2 separate regions of the Sus scrofa genome follow, and region 1 is linked to region 2. A link is a contact called in public Hi-C data. All regions are on one chromosome and are shown on one strand. Each heading gives the region's core, a stretch centred on a gene start, on an enhancer-like site or on the middle of the called end of the contact. The rest is flanking DNA. Distances are from core to core; before and after follow the strand shown.

Evidence for each region. A called contact is a pair of places that touch in the nucleus more often than the background predicts.
Region 1: a Hi-C map of liver shows a contact between it and region 2, with 2.6 times the contacts expected there. The contact joins the promoter of LOC100518330 here to the enhancer-like site in region 2. A contact is called at or near these places in 8 of 47 Hi-C or Micro-C datasets (embryonic fibroblasts, epiblast stem cells, liver and 4 more).

Annotation. Positions count from the first base shown.
Region 1 is chr12:5,046,227-5,053,732 of Sscrofa11.1, forward strand. It overlaps LOC100518330 (serotonin N-acetyltransferase), which reads right to left and starts at 1,400. Exons shown (of 3, transcript XM_005656910.3): 1 at 1-1,400.
Region 2 is chr12:4,906,033-4,913,288 of Sscrofa11.1, forward strand. It overlaps ST6GALNAC1 (alpha-N-acetylgalactosaminide alpha-2,6-sialyltransferase 1), which reads left to right. Exons shown (of 10, transcript XM_021066571.1): 3 at 345-513; 4 at 619-790; 5 at 991-1,129; 6 at 1,353-1,456; 7 at 1,635-1,724; 8 at 1,810-1,909; 9 at 2,103-2,177; 10 at 2,282-3,313. The coding sequence ends at 2,314. Among named protein-coding and RNA genes, the nearest start is that of ST6GALNAC1, 20 kb to the left of the region's middle. Within about 2 kb of position 4,034, at least 2 of the 83 cell types and tissues checked have an H3K27ac peak or open chromatin away from gene starts, as enhancers often do. A contact at or near this core is called in liver, where this site is marked.

The DNA.
Region 1 (7,506 bases), core at 150-2,649, 140 kb after region 2:
AGGGGGCAGGCCTCGTGGCCCTGCATCCGTCCTGCTGAGGCAGCTTCCTCCAGCGGAGCGCAATTCCCGCGTGAGAACCTAGGGGGTCTCAACAGATGCACCGGATGGGACATCGGGATCCCTTCCTCCAAGCTGTCTGGAGCCACCCTATCAGGAGGGGCGCAGTCACAGCAGCCAGATACCCGCACCTGTCTCGGATCCCTCTTCTTCCCAACCAGGAAGCCCCTCGGCTTGCCTGACTCCCTAAGGTTGCGAATTCCCCTCCCCTGGGGCTCTGTTACTTTGGTTCCGTCCCAAGCCTGGCCCGCTCCTTCTCTCACCGCCCCCAACTTCAGGATGTGAGCTTCTTTACCTGCTGCCAAGGAAACACTCTGGATTTTACCCCAAGCCCAGGCTTTTGCTGTCTGTGCCCAGGGTGCCTGTCCCCAGGAGTGGCCAGGTGCACCTACAGTTCTTATACTGACATGCTCCTGAAACACCTGAGATTTTTCTCACACTGCTGCCTTTCCTTTCGCTGCTATCCCATCCCAGTTCCCTGTCCGTGAACGTTGTAATGATTGTACCCCTGCAGCATGCCAGGGGCCAGAATATTCTACCCACCACTGGCGAGGGAGGTCCTCCTTAGCAGGCCAGGATCAGGGACAGACTCCATTATAGTCTGTTCCCTGGGACCACGGCCTGAGGCCAGAGGGCCACACTTTGTTGCTCCGTAGGGACAGTCATTGGCTGGACGAGGCATCTTCTTTCAGCCAAGAACCATCTCTGGGGAGGAACTGCAGCTGTGAGCCTCAGCAGGTGGGACGTGTTCCCTGGACCTAAAGGTGGACTTGGCCTGGGCACCACAGTGTGTCCACTGCATGCCCATCTCCTTCAAAGGCCTAGAAATGCCTGGAAAACAGCGATTTCACTGAACACGTGGTAACGCACTCGGTACCTAGAGCAAGAATCTATCAACTAGGTGTTGATTCTTCTGTTGAGGAAGGTGGCACTTAGCTCCTTGACTTCCTGTGGGTTTCTTTTGACGCCTCCTTTGCGTGGATAGGCTGACATCACTGCAGGGCTGACTGTGGCCCTGTCCCGTTTAGGGTTCAATACCTGCTTTGTTACACAGGCCATTTCCCCAGGAACTTTCCAGACCTTTCTAGAATGGAGGTGTCAAAAATGGGGAGAGACCGCCACCTCCTGGAGAAAGAAGGCACCTATGGCTTCCTGAGCATCTGGAGCCCCATCGTCCAGCAGAAAGATCCTGGGACCACCCCCCATTTGTGATTTTCAGTTTTCTAGTAGCCACAAGAAAAAAAAAAGCCAAAGGAAACAGGTGAACTTGACTTTAAAATAATATTGTATTTAACCCAATATATAGAAAGTATTTTCATTTCAACAAGTCATCAATATAAAAATTATTGGAGATATTGTATTTATTTATTTATTTATTTTGCCTTTGTAGAGCTCCACCTGCAGCACATGGAGCTTCCCAGGCTAGGGGTCGAATCGGAGCTGTAGCTGCTGGCCTTCGCAGGATCCAAGCCACATCTGCAACCTGCACCACAGCTCACAACGCCAGATCCTTAACCCACTGAGCAAGGCCAGGGATTGAACCCGCAACTTCATGGTTCCTAGTCACATTGGTTTCTGCTGAACCACGACAGGAACTCCTGGAGATATTTTATATTCTGTAGAAGCAACACCGAGTAGTTATGTTGTGAGCCACATGGGAAGTCCAAGAGATATTTTATATTCTGGTTTTTTTCTCCCCTTCCACTGAGTCTCCCAAACCAGTGCTTTTTTTTTTTTTTTTTTTTTTTTAATTTTAGGACCGCACCTGTGGCATATGGAAGTTCCAGGATAGGAGTTGAAACAGAGCTGCAGCTGCTGGCCTATATCACAGCCACAGCAACATGGGATCTAAGCCACATCTGTGACCTATGTCGCTGCTTTCAGCAACACTGGATCCTTAACCCACTGATCGAGGCTAGAGATGGAATCTGAATCCCTATGGACACTGTGTCAGGTTCTTAACCCACTGAGCCGCAATGGGAACTCCTTTTTGTTGTCATTGTTGTTGTCTTTTTAGGACCACACTTGAGGCCTACAGAAGTTCCCAGGCTAGGGGTCAAATCGGAGCTGCAGCTGCCGGCTACACCACAGCCACATCGACTGTGATCTGAGCTGCATCTGTGACCGATGCCACAGGTTGTAGCGATGCTGGACCCTTAATACACCAAGCGAGGCCGGAGACTGAACCCACAACCTCACAGACACTGTGTTGGGTTCCTAACCTGCTGAGCCACGACGGGAACTCCCAGTGTGTTTTTACACTTATAGCCCATGGCAGTTCAGACAAGCCACATTTCAAGTGCTCAAAAGTCACATGTTTTTGGGGGGCACTGCAGTGGGCAGCCCAGATCTAGAAACCGAAGGCTCATAGTGGGGGAGGAGGAGAGCACATGTGCGTGAGTGTGCAAGCGCAGAGGAGCAGGGCGAGAGTGGGTGTGTGTGTGCTGGGAGTGTGCCTGTGGGGGTGGGGTGTGTCTAGGACAAATGGAGAGCTGGGACTTGAGGAGGGACAGAGGAGTCCCAGGGACTGTTGGCACATCTGGGACCTTTGAGAGAGGTTAGCTCTCATTCAGTCATTCCACAGACATCTTTTGTGCACCTACCGTGGGTCAGACCTGTGCTGGACGTTGGTACCAACGTGCAAAGAAGATTTGGTCCCATAGGAGAGAAAGGCATGCAAACAAATGGTTGGAATAGAGGGAAATAAATTAATCAGACGGGTCTGACCAGGGAAGTGGGGAATAAGTGGGAGAAACGGGGCTTCCTCATGGATAAGAAGCGCCCCCTTGGGTATTCTAAGATGAAAAGGGGTTCTTTAGGTAAAATCTTGGGTTGAAGCAGAGGGAAAAAAAAATTCCAAGCAGACAGGGAAGCAAAGGCACAAAGGCACCAAAAAGTCGGGATCCTGGAGTGAGCAGCTCCGGGCACTGGGTGCAGAAGTGGTAGGTAGGTTGGAGGTGGGTGGAAGGAATGGGTTTGTGAAGGCCTCTCCCTGCCTCCGTCTCGTGTCCCGTGGAAAGCCACGGGAAAAAGCTCAGCGGTCAGATGATCATGCTTACATTTTCACTCTCCTGGGAACGAGGTGGCGAGGAAACGACAGGAATGTTTAGGGAAGAGACGGAGGTGAAGGAATGGCAGCAGCTAATGTTGATCAGGCTTGTACCTGGCACGGGCAGGTGCAAAACACCTTCTATTCATCATGTCAGTCAAATTGGCCACAGCCCTCTCAGGTAAGCACTGTTTTTTGTTTTGTGTGTGTGTGTGTGTTTTAATGGCCCCGCCTGCAGCATATGGAGGGTCCCAGGCTAGGGGTCGAATCCGAGCCGCAGCTGCCGACTTACACCACAGCCGCAGCAACGCCAGATCCCAGCTTTGTCTTCAATCCACATCACAGCCCACAGCAACACCGGATCCTTTAACCGACTGAGTGGGGCCAGGGATTGAACCCGCGTCCTCATGGTTACTAGTCGGATTCATTACTTCGGATCCACAACAGAACTCCTAAGTAAGTGCTGTTATTAGTCCCTTTTTACAGAAAGCAAACCAAGGCTCAGAGAAGTAAAATAACTTGCCCAAGGTCACAGAGTGAGTCGGGGGCAGCACAGGCTTCAAACCCACATTCATTTAACTGCAGAACCTCACCCTTCGCCACTGCTCCAGCTCCACCCTCTGACACCCCCGTGGAGCTGCTCCTGGCTGTTCCAGGTCTGGGAGTGTGTGAAAAGGGGGTAGATGGACTGTGACCTGGGCTTTGATGACTTGTGGGGCTCAGTGTTGAGGGCTGACTCCCAGGTGGCCAATTTGGTACCCAGGTGGGTGATGCTGCCGACCAGCTGGATGAAGGCTCTGGGAGAGAAGGAACAGGTGGGGGAGAAGATGTCTCTTTGCACCTGGGGCTGGCTGGTGCTGGCAGTGGCTGGCGAAGAGTGTGGCCTGGTTAGGTCATAGCGGCCCTACTGTGCTGCAGGCTGGTCTGGCGGATTTGCTATCCTTGGCGCCCCTGTATCCTCAGGAAGGAGGAAAGAAGGATGAGCCTGCCAATCTTCGGCTCTCACTCATGGCTCAACGTCTCCACTGTCGCCCCAGCACAAAGTTTTCGCCCAGTGGAGGGCCGTCCATCCTTGGGGTCGGGAGTGAGAATGGCCAAAGGCCAGCTGCTCTGAGGCCTGATTCTGACTCTACTCCAGGGTGACCTTGGGCAAGGTCCATAGTTGCTTCTCCCAGGGCATCAGTGCAAGGAGGGGTAAAGCTCCAGGAACAAGAAGAGCCCTTTTATTTATTTATTCATTTGGCCACACCCATGGCACGCAGAAGTTCCCAGGCCAGGGGCTGAACCTGGGCCACAGCAGTGACCAGAGACACAGCAGTGACAACACCAGGTCCTTTAACTGCTAGGCCATCGGGGAACTCCAAAAGGAGCCCTTTTAACTCCCAAAGCCCGAGATTCTAGAGCAACCCAGAGTGGGAGCCTCAAAGGCATTGCTCTGGCCAGCTGCTGAGGGTTGGCAGTCCCTGGGATGGTTCCCCTCCCACCCGCCTTCCTGGCCAAAGCCCCCAGCGCTGAAGGCAGCCTGGAGCCCCCAACACTCACTGCAGGGTAGAAGGAGCTTCAGGCCCCTCTGGATTTGCTCCTCCAGGAGGTTTGCAGAGGCCAGGCAGGGTGGGGCTCCCCCAGGGGGCAGTGTGAGAGGCGCCCAGTGGCTGGTTAAGATAGGGGCGAGATGTGGCCTGCTTCCCCAAGATCAGTTCACTCTGCTGCCAGCTCTGCTGCTTCCAGCACCGGGCCAGCCCCTTCGCAAGGGGAGTGGCCAGGCTGGCTCAGTTTCCAGCAGGCACATTTGTAAATAAGCAAAATACTCCCCAGAAGCATCTCTGTTTCCCAGGAAGGGCTAGGTGGCGAGGCCATGGAAGAAGGGGGTTTCTCCATTGGGGAATGAAGGCTTTTTTTTCATTCAACAATTAGGAAATCGAGGCATTCCCACTGTGGCACCATGGGATTGGGAGCGTCTTGGGAGCCCTGGGACGCAGGTTCAATCCCTGGCTGGGCATGGGGGGTTGAGGATCCAGTGACCCTGAAGCTGTGGCTTAGGTCACAGCTGCAGGTCAGATCTGAACCCTGGCCAGGGAAACTCCATATGCCGTGGGGCAGCCAAAAAAAAAAAAAAAAAAAAAAAAAAGAAAGAAAGAAAAATTAGGAACATGAAAATTAGGCAGGGGCTTCCATCCCGGCTCATTCCACCTGCCAGCCTGGGTGTGCCGAGACTGTGGTTGGGAGCTTGGGGTTTGGGAAGTGGTCATGCCTTATCTTTTCTGGGGCGTCTCAGGTCTGAGTGAGAGCACTGAAATGGGGAGAGATGTCCTGAGCCTGTCTTGGTAAAAGGGCTCGGAGGTAGCTCAGACAGGAAGATGATCTATCTCTTGAAGATGGCAAGGGAAGGGGAGGGCCAAAGAGGCTGCTCTCCCCGACCCCAGCTTCAGCTCCTTGGCCGTATGTGGGAGAGGATGGGGAACTGACCAAATGGAGGTGCAGGAACCTCAGAACTCTGATGTACCCATCAAGATGGTACATTATTTTATTTTATTTTACTTTTGTCTTTTGTCTTTACAGGGCCACACCCTCAGCATATGGAAGTTCCCACACTAGGGGTCGAATCAGAGCTGTTGCTGCCAGCCACACCAGATCCAAGCCACATCTGCAGCCTACACCACAGCTCACGGCAATGCCAGATCCTTCACCCACGGAGCGAGGCCAGGGATTGAACTCTCAACCTCATGGTTCCTAGTTGGATTTGTTTCTGCTGCGCCACGACGGGAATTCCAAGATGGTACATTACTGAATGTCAGTGCTGTGCCAGGCACTTACTAGGCACCGGGGTTACTTGCACAAATACAGGATGATCCACCTGCTCAGACCAGGTTTAGTCAGGGAGAGACCAGAATTTGAAATTGAAGGCTCTTGGAGGTCCTGTTGTGGCTCAGCAGTTAACGAATCTGACTAGCAACCATGAGGAAGCAGGTTCGATCCCTGGCCTTGCTCAGGGGGTTAAGGATGCGTTGCCATGAGCTGTGGTGTAGGTTGAAGACGTGGCTCAGATCTGGCGTGGCTGTGGCAGTGGTGTAGGCCAGTGGCTACAGCTCTGATTCATCCCCTAGCCTGGGAATCTCCATATGCCTCAGGTGCAGCCTAAAAAAAAAAAAAAGAAAGAAAGAAAGAAAGAAATTAAAGGCTTTGCCTACAACTTAGCTCATTCTTGATGGTGGTGGCAGAGGGGGGCCAGCACAGTCTGGCACAGTGGCTTCACCCAGTGGGGGCTCGCACTTCCTCCCTCACAGGGGGACAATCTGTGTAAAGGTGCATAATCTATGTAGAACACTTATTATAGTGCCTGGCATTAAGTTACAGCTCAATACATGGGAGCTATTATTAGCCATCATTATCAGAAGCTGCAGAATAAACTTGGCACATCTTCCTGGAGTAGCAATTTTACTCAACCATTAGAGAGGAAAGGACATTCTTTTTTGGGGTTTTTTTTTTTTTTTGGTCTTTTTAGGGCCACACCCAAGGCATATGGAAGTTGCCAGGCTAGGGATGGAATTGGAGCTGCAGCTGCCGGCCTATGCTACAGCCACAGCAATGTGGAATCTGAGCCTCATCTGCTACCTATGACGTTGCTTTCGGCAATGCCGGATCCTTAAACCAGAGTGAGGCCAGGGATCGAACCCCAATCCTCATGGATACTAGTAGGGCTCTTAACCCGCTGAGCCACAATGGGAACTCCCCTTTTTCTACATTTAGTGTTTGAGTTTTCTAAGACACGGGTCCATTCACAACCATCCCAAGCCCAATATTGCCTCCATACTCCATAAGTATCTACTTGGCTCAGGGCATCTCGTGCACCCAGACTGCCATCTGTGCTTCACGATGTTATTTGAACTTGTCCATGCGTGTAGTTCTGTATTCTCGGCAGCCTATAAACTACCCCATGCCTTTTTTTGAAGAATCCAAATACTGTAATATCGAATCATCTTACTAATCTATCATTGATGGTCTTGCAGAAAATTGTGGAAAAAAATGATTTTAACTGAAAAAAGTGAAGGCTATTTCTTGAATATTCTTAACTTCCTTTTAACAACCCATTAAGAAGCTGTCCTCTGAGAATGCATCTAAATCTTTTGGAACTTACTTAGGAGACACATTAGTATAATTACCTCTGATATTTTGAAATGGCAATCTGGAGCAGATCATAAGTATAATAGTCATGCCAATCTAGACTTTTAATCTAGGCATGGGGGTTAAATATTATAATAATTTAATATTGTTGAAAACGTTCCTTTATTCAGGGAAAAATATGCCAGGTGCTGTTCTGTTTCACTTATTCCTCTCAATTCCCAGATGAGATAGGTACTGCTATTACATCTCCAGTTTTGCAGATGAGAAAATTCAGGTAA
Region 2 (7,256 bases), core at 2,784-5,283:
CACAGCCCCAGGAGGGAAGCATTCAGAATATGGATGTTTCCGCACGTGAGCAACCACACCCTGCATATGGGACACGTAACACATTCGCAGGCCAGGCCAGACCTCTCACACGCAGGAAGGTGCATTTGCCTTGAGGGCTAAGAACTACCCATTCCCTGGGCCCCCAACCCGGGGTGGGGGGGTTTGCTGGGCCATCGGTGGCGGGAGAGGGCGGAAGGCGTGGAAATAGGACAGACACCCCAGCTTAGAGGCCTGCTTTCTGCCCCTGCCCCCCACCCCCACCCCCAGCCGGGGCCGTGGTCTTCCCAGGCCTCTGCCTGCCTGACCCGTCCTCCTGCCTGTAGACCTGCCCTGACTCGGTGAAGATCAAGGCCTCCAGGTCACCCTGGCTCCAGAAGCTCTTTCTGCCCAACCTCACCCTCTTCCTGGACTCCAGACACTTCAACCTGAGCGAGTGGGTTCGCCTGGAACACTTCGCTCCACCCTTTGGCTTCATGGAGCTCAATTTCTCCTGTGAGTGCTCACCCCCGGGGCCCGGGAGTGCCCGAGGCCTCGGTGGGGGGTGGGGGCACGGGCCCCTGCGCTCCCAGGGCTCTGAATGCCCCCCGCCTGTTGCAGTGGTGCAGAAGGTGGTGACACGCTTCCCCCCGGTGCCCCAGCAGCAGCTGCTCCTGGCCGCCCTCCCCAGTGGGAGCTCCCAGTGCATCCGCTGTGCCGTGGTCGGTAACGGAGGCATCCTGAACAATTCCCACATGGGCCGGGAGATAGACGGCCACGACTACGTGTTCCGGTGAGCTGCCCACCCCCGCCCCGTCCCCGCAGAGGTGGGCTCTTCGAAAGATCTCAGAGGGGTCCTGCGCCTGCATGTGGAAGGCGGGGGTCCTGGGCTCCCCAGAGAGTCTCCGTAAACAGCCGCTGCCTCCCCGGGTCTCCTTCCTTGCCCGAGCCCTCCACGCGCTCCCTCCTGCACTGCCTTGTCTCTCCGTCCAGGCTGAGTGGAGCTGTCATTAAGGGCTACGAACAGGATGTGGGCACTCGGACATCCTTCTACGGCTTTACCGCCTTCTCCCTGACCCAGTCACTTCTCATCCTGGGCAGCCGGGGCTTCCAGCACGCACCTCTGGGGAAGGTGAGCAGAGAGGAATGGGCCTGGCCGCATGCAGGCTTCCAATAAAGGAGGATGCAGGGGAGATGGGGAGACGAGCATCCTGGGTCTGGGGTGGGTACAGGCTCCGTCTCTGCAAGGGGCACGAGCCGGGAGGGGGGCCAAGACAGGCCTGAAAAGGGCAGGCAGGCAGTCTGGAGCCAGAGCCCAGCCACCCCACTGAAGGCAGGATGTCCTTGGCCCTCAGGACGTCCGCTACCTGCACTTCCTGGAAGGCACCCGGGACTATGAGTGGCTGGAAGCACTGCTTCTGAATCAGACCCTGGTGAAAAAGAGCCTTTTCTGGTTCAGGTACCACCGCCCCTCGCCTCACCCCCAGGTGAGCTCGTAGAGAGCAAGCTGCTGTGCAGGGTTGGCCAGGTGGGGACCGTCTGAGCCGCCACCTGGAGATGGGGTACCAATCGTGCCCATGACCTTGGCTTGGCCCACACCAGGTGAGGTAAGAGAACTGAGCCCAAATGACCCGCAGGCACAGGCCCCAGGAAGCTTTCCAGGAAGCCTTGCAAATGGACAGATACCTGTTGCTGCACCCGGACCTGCTCCGCTACATGAAGAACAGGTGAGAGGAGGAAGCCCGTGGAAGGGGCCGGGCCCCTCTCATCCTCGCAGCCTCCTGACAGCTGGGGCGCTGGGGTGTCTCACAGGTTCCTGAGATCTAAGACTCTGAACACGGCCCACTGGAGAATATACCGGCCCACCACGGGGGCCCTCCTGCTGCTGACTGCCCTTCAGCTCTGTGACCAGGTGAGGCTCTGCTTCAGGAGCAGGAGCACCTGGAGAGGCGGCTCGGGGGTATCGCTGGGCCTGCCCCGCCTGAGAGGATGGCTGGGGTGGGCGGAGTGGCCTGAGTGAGTACCTGCCTGGGTGCAAACGTGCATCCAGGGGGCCTGCACCCAGACCCCGGGACGGACCCCGGATAAAGGGACCCCAGCTACAGCACACACAGCGTGAGCCCGGGAGAAGGAGCCTGGGAGGCACACCTGCAGGCCTTACTTCTCCAGCATTCATGCAGGTGAGCGCCTATGGCTTCATCACTGAGGGCCACGAACGCTTCTCCGATCACTACTATGACAAGTCATGGAAACGGACTATCTTTTATATCAACCATGACTTCAGGCTGGAGAGAACACTCTGGAAGCGGCTACATGATGAAGGTATTATCCGGCTGTACCAACGTCCTGGAACTCCCACACCGACCATCTGACTGGAGCCTGGGCCAAGAAGGCCCTTCAGTCACAGCAAGGAGCGTGGGGCAGTGGGACGTGGAGACGCCTGGGCTGTTTCCCAGCGCCTCGACCAGGCTGCGAGTCCCTGCAGACTCCAGGTGACACCACAGAGCAGGCAGATGCCCTCAGGATGGTAAAGGACTGACTGAGGCTTTCGAGACCTTGGAAATGTATTCCAGAGTCTGTTCCATGGAGGTGCAGGGGCTCCACTCTTTTTTTTTTTTTTTTTTTTAGGGCCGTACCCATAGCATATGGAGGCTAGGGGTCCAATCAGAGCTACAGCTGCCAGTCTACGCCACAGCCACAGCAACACCAGATTCGAGTCATGTCCTCGACCTACACCACAGTTCAGGGCAACGCCGGATCCTTCACCCACTGAGCGAGGCCAGGGATTGAACCTGCGTCCTCATGGATCCTAGTCAGATTTGTTTCCACTGCATCACGACGGGGAATTCCAGGGGTTCCATTCTTGAGACCAAGGAATTTTAACTGAACCTTCCCTGTCCCAAGGCTCCGAAGAAGGAGCCCGAACTTACAGAGACACATAGATTTGGCGTTGACTTCCAGATCTTCTATTTAGCAGCTGTGAAATCTTGAAGGCATTACTTAATTTCACTCTAAATTGTCTAGAGGATGCTTCCAGGGGCTATCTGACTCTAGAAGGGGCGACACCTTTCCTGGTCTTTGAGCTACTTGACAGCTCTCTGGGTTGTAGCAAACTGACAGCGACAAAAAAGGTTCTTGTCCACGGAGAGACAAATAAATTTTGTACAGTGAAAAATGACTCCCCTTTGAATAGTGACGGGTTTTCTTCCTCCTAGCAAATTCATTTTGGCATGCTTGATTGCCCATATGTGTGTGTCTGGATTTTGAACCAGTTTTTACCAGTAATTCAATAATTACAAAGTTAAATAAAACTTACGACGTGTGTTCATTTTATGGTTGCCTAAGAGCTGCAATCTTACTCTTTGGAAAAAACCATCCTTTAACCTTTCCTTTTCAAGGGCCACTGTTTTCTAATCTCTAAAATTACCTTTTTTTTTCTTCTTTTAGGGCCGCACCCACGGCATATGGAGGTTCCCAGGCTAGGGGTCGAATGGGAGCTGCAGATGCCAGCCGCAGCCACAGCAACACAGGCTCCAAGCCGTGCCTGTGACCTATGCCACAGCTCATGGCAATGCCGGCTCCTTACTCCACTAGCAAGGCCAGGGAATGAACCTGCATCCTCATGGATACTAGTCAGATTTGTTTCTGCTGGGCCCCGACGGGAACTCCTGTAAAATGACTTTCAGGATATACGTTTCACAAGGACTTTAAAAGTGACCGTATGAAGAAGGCCTGATGCAGCAAGGAGCTTGTTCTCCCTCTTTCACTTGTTTACCCTCCCGTGGACCTGCAGTTTCGCAAACCCCAGGATGAGAATTTGGGCTAAGCCAAAGACATCTCAGTCCACCTTACCTCTTGTGCTCTATCTTCAGGATCTGAACTCTGAAGCCCAGACGAACTCTAGAGGGAGGGGGGAAAAAAAGCGAACTCCCTTTTAGACTGAATGCTCAGGTTTCCAAAGCTAATTAACACCAGTTGGTCCCAATTTACTCCCCTCTGGAGGGTGCAGTACCAGCTCTGGGGGGCAGGTGGCAGCATCTCTACGCTCGTGCCTCAGAACGCCCGGCTTTTCTTTTTCGGGTTTTCCTAGCTATTCCTACATGCTTGTTCTTCCATGGGAATTTCAGTATCCATTTAGGATCCCATACTATCAGTAAGGACCTCCAAATCCGCCTCCTCAAGTTCACACTCAGGCTACCCAAACATAAAGGCTGAGCCTCGTTTATCTGGGTCCACATTTGGATAAACTGTTGGATGAACTCAATCTGAGTAAATTAGAAAAGATAAATCAGTTAGAGGCATAAGAATTAGCAAAGAATTCACGTGCAGATGAATGATGGTGTGTGACAGAATATACTATGTAATATCGACAAAGTAGCAGGATATAAAATTAAGGTACAGAAATCAGTACACTGCTAAACATAATCAATGACCAGGGAAAGGATATAAGGGAGAGAAAACCCACTTGCAGTAGTAACCAAGAAGATGAAATAAATGAGCAACGAATTCGGCAAGAAATGTCCTAAATCAGTATGAGGAAAGCATTACTCCTGAAAGTCACAAAAGTAGATTCAGACAAATGGAGAGTCATCCTTTGTTCTTGGAAAGAATAACCCAACACAATAAATGTGTCGGCTCTCCCCAAGTAAATTTATAACTTTAATGCAAGTCCAATAAAAATACCGAGACATTTTTTCTAGAGTCTAAATGCATATTTAAAATGCATACGGAAGAATAATAAACACTAAGGATAGCTCAGAAAACCTGAAAAAGAAAGGCTGTGAGGGCGGTCTAGCCTGATATTAAGATATACTATAAAGTCTCTATTATTATTTTTCTTTTTTGTCTTTTTAGGGCTGTACCCACGGCATATGGAGGTTCCCAGGCTAGGGGTCCAATCGGAGCTGTAGCCGCCGGCCTACACCACACCCACAGCAGCTTGGGATTCGAGCCACATCTGCGACCTACACCACAGCTCATGGCCTCGGCAGATCCTTAACCCACTGAGTGAGGCCAGGGATCGAACCTGCGTCCTCATGGATACTAGTCAGATTCGTTTCTGCTGAGCCACGACGGGAACACCAAGTCTGTGTTATTTAAACAACACTGTACTGCCGCAAGAATACATGACCAGCTGAATGGAACAGAAAGTCCAGAAACCTACCCAAGCAGATGTGGAAATCACGGGGTCAAACAGACCTTCTACCTCATGGTGATCAGACAACAGAGAACTATTTGGAAAGAGATCAAACTAGATCTATAACCTGCTCCACACACAGGAATAAACTCGAGACGGTTCAGAGATCTAAGTGTAACAAAGGAAATGCTAAGAATACCGAGAATTTACGGGCAAATGCCTCTCTGGCTAAGGTGTAGGGAAAAGTTTTCTAAACACAACTCAAAATTCAGAAGCACTAAAACATCGATAGATTTGACGACCTAAAAATAATAAAATTTCATTTGCCCAAAAAAACCACCATAAAGCCACAGACAAATACAAAACTGGAGAAAAATATTTGACATAAGTATCATGGTAAAAGGGTTAACAACTCTAGTAGGTTTTTTTAAACTCATAAAAATGAAAGGAAATAAGTGCAAAAGCCAATAGAAACATGGGCACAAACATCACGGGTGGAGTTCCCGCTGTGGTGCAGTGGGTTAGGAATCCAGCAGCAGCAGCGTGGGTCGCTGCGAAGGTTTGGGTTTGACCCCTGGCCAGGTGCAGGGGCTTAAAGGATCCAGCATAGGTCACAGCTGCTGCTTGGATTAGATCCCTGGCCTGGGAACTTCCATGTGCCACGGGTGCGGCCATCAAAAAAAAGGAAAAAAAAAAAATCAACAGTAACAACTCTTTCAAAAAAAGATATAATAATGGCCCTTAACCATATGGAAACATGTTCAATTTGATTCATAAGAGAAACACAAACTGAAATGCTTCTGTGATACCATTTTCCATCTCTCATAGTGGCAAAAATTTAAAAACTCGACAACTATCCTGTTGGCAGAGCTATAGGGAAAAATATGTTTAACTCTTGACCAAAAAAAATCCGGAGTTCCCATTATGGCGCAGCGGAAATGAATCCGACGAGGAACCATGAGGTTGTGGGTTCGATTCCTGGCTTCGCTCAGTGGGTTAAGGATCCAGTGTTGCTGTGGCTGTGGTGTAGGCTGGCAGCTACAGCTCCGATTAGACCCCTAGCCTGGGAACTTCCATATGCCGTGGGTGTGGCCCTAAAAATAGATTAAAAGATTAAAAAAAAAACACTAAAATTGGAGTTCCCGTCATGGCTCAATGGTTAATGAAGCTGACTAGTATGCCAGAGGACGTGGGTTTGATCCCTGGCCACGCTCAGTGGGTTAAGGATCCTAAAAAGACAAAAGACCAAAAAAAAAAAAAAAATTAAGATCAACCAAGATGGAGAGAAACCCCAAGACGGAATACAAAGATAAACAAATGAACCTAACTCTATTAAAATGTTATTCACAACCATACAGGGGTGTGGGGGGGTAATATTTCCATGCTAAATTCTCAGAATAAAGACAAAAAGAGTTGCAAACAAATGCTGAATTCTAACTGGTGGGTTTGTTTTACACAGTGCTATGGCTTAGTCATTCTGAAACCACCCTCGGTGTATTTGAGAATTAAGCAAGGAAGTAAACATATGAAGGATAATGGAAACCTTTTTTTTTTTTTTTTTTGTCTTTTTTTTTAGGGCCCCACCCGCAGCATATGGAGGTTCCCAGGCTAGTGGTCAAATCGGAGCTATAGCTGCCGGCCTACACCACAGCCATAGCAACACAGGATCCGAGCCGCGTCTGCGACCCACACCACAGCTCATGGCAACATCAGATCCTTAACCCACTGAGCGAGGCCAGGGATTGAACCTTCGTCCTCATGGATACTAGTCAGATTCATTTCCGCTGAGCCACGACGGGAACTCCGAAACGTTTTTTCTTACGGTGGAACAGCACAGACAGACCTGAAATAAACGGATACGTATTGCTCCACAGATAATGGGATTATTTGGAATCAGCAGAGAACGGCAACTCCGGGTCTGCAACCATGGCAAGCCACGTGCAAGTCTCTGCAAGGCAAGGGAAGGAAGTAGCTTTTACAGAGAGGAAAAGAAAGCGGGGAGCTATAGATAACAAAGAGTTCATGGCTTTCCATTGGCTGAGCCTTTGCTGTGGTCACCGGCCACAAACGCTCCCCCTCTTCTGGTCTCCCGACTCTAACAGAAGTTTCTGCCCATTAATAT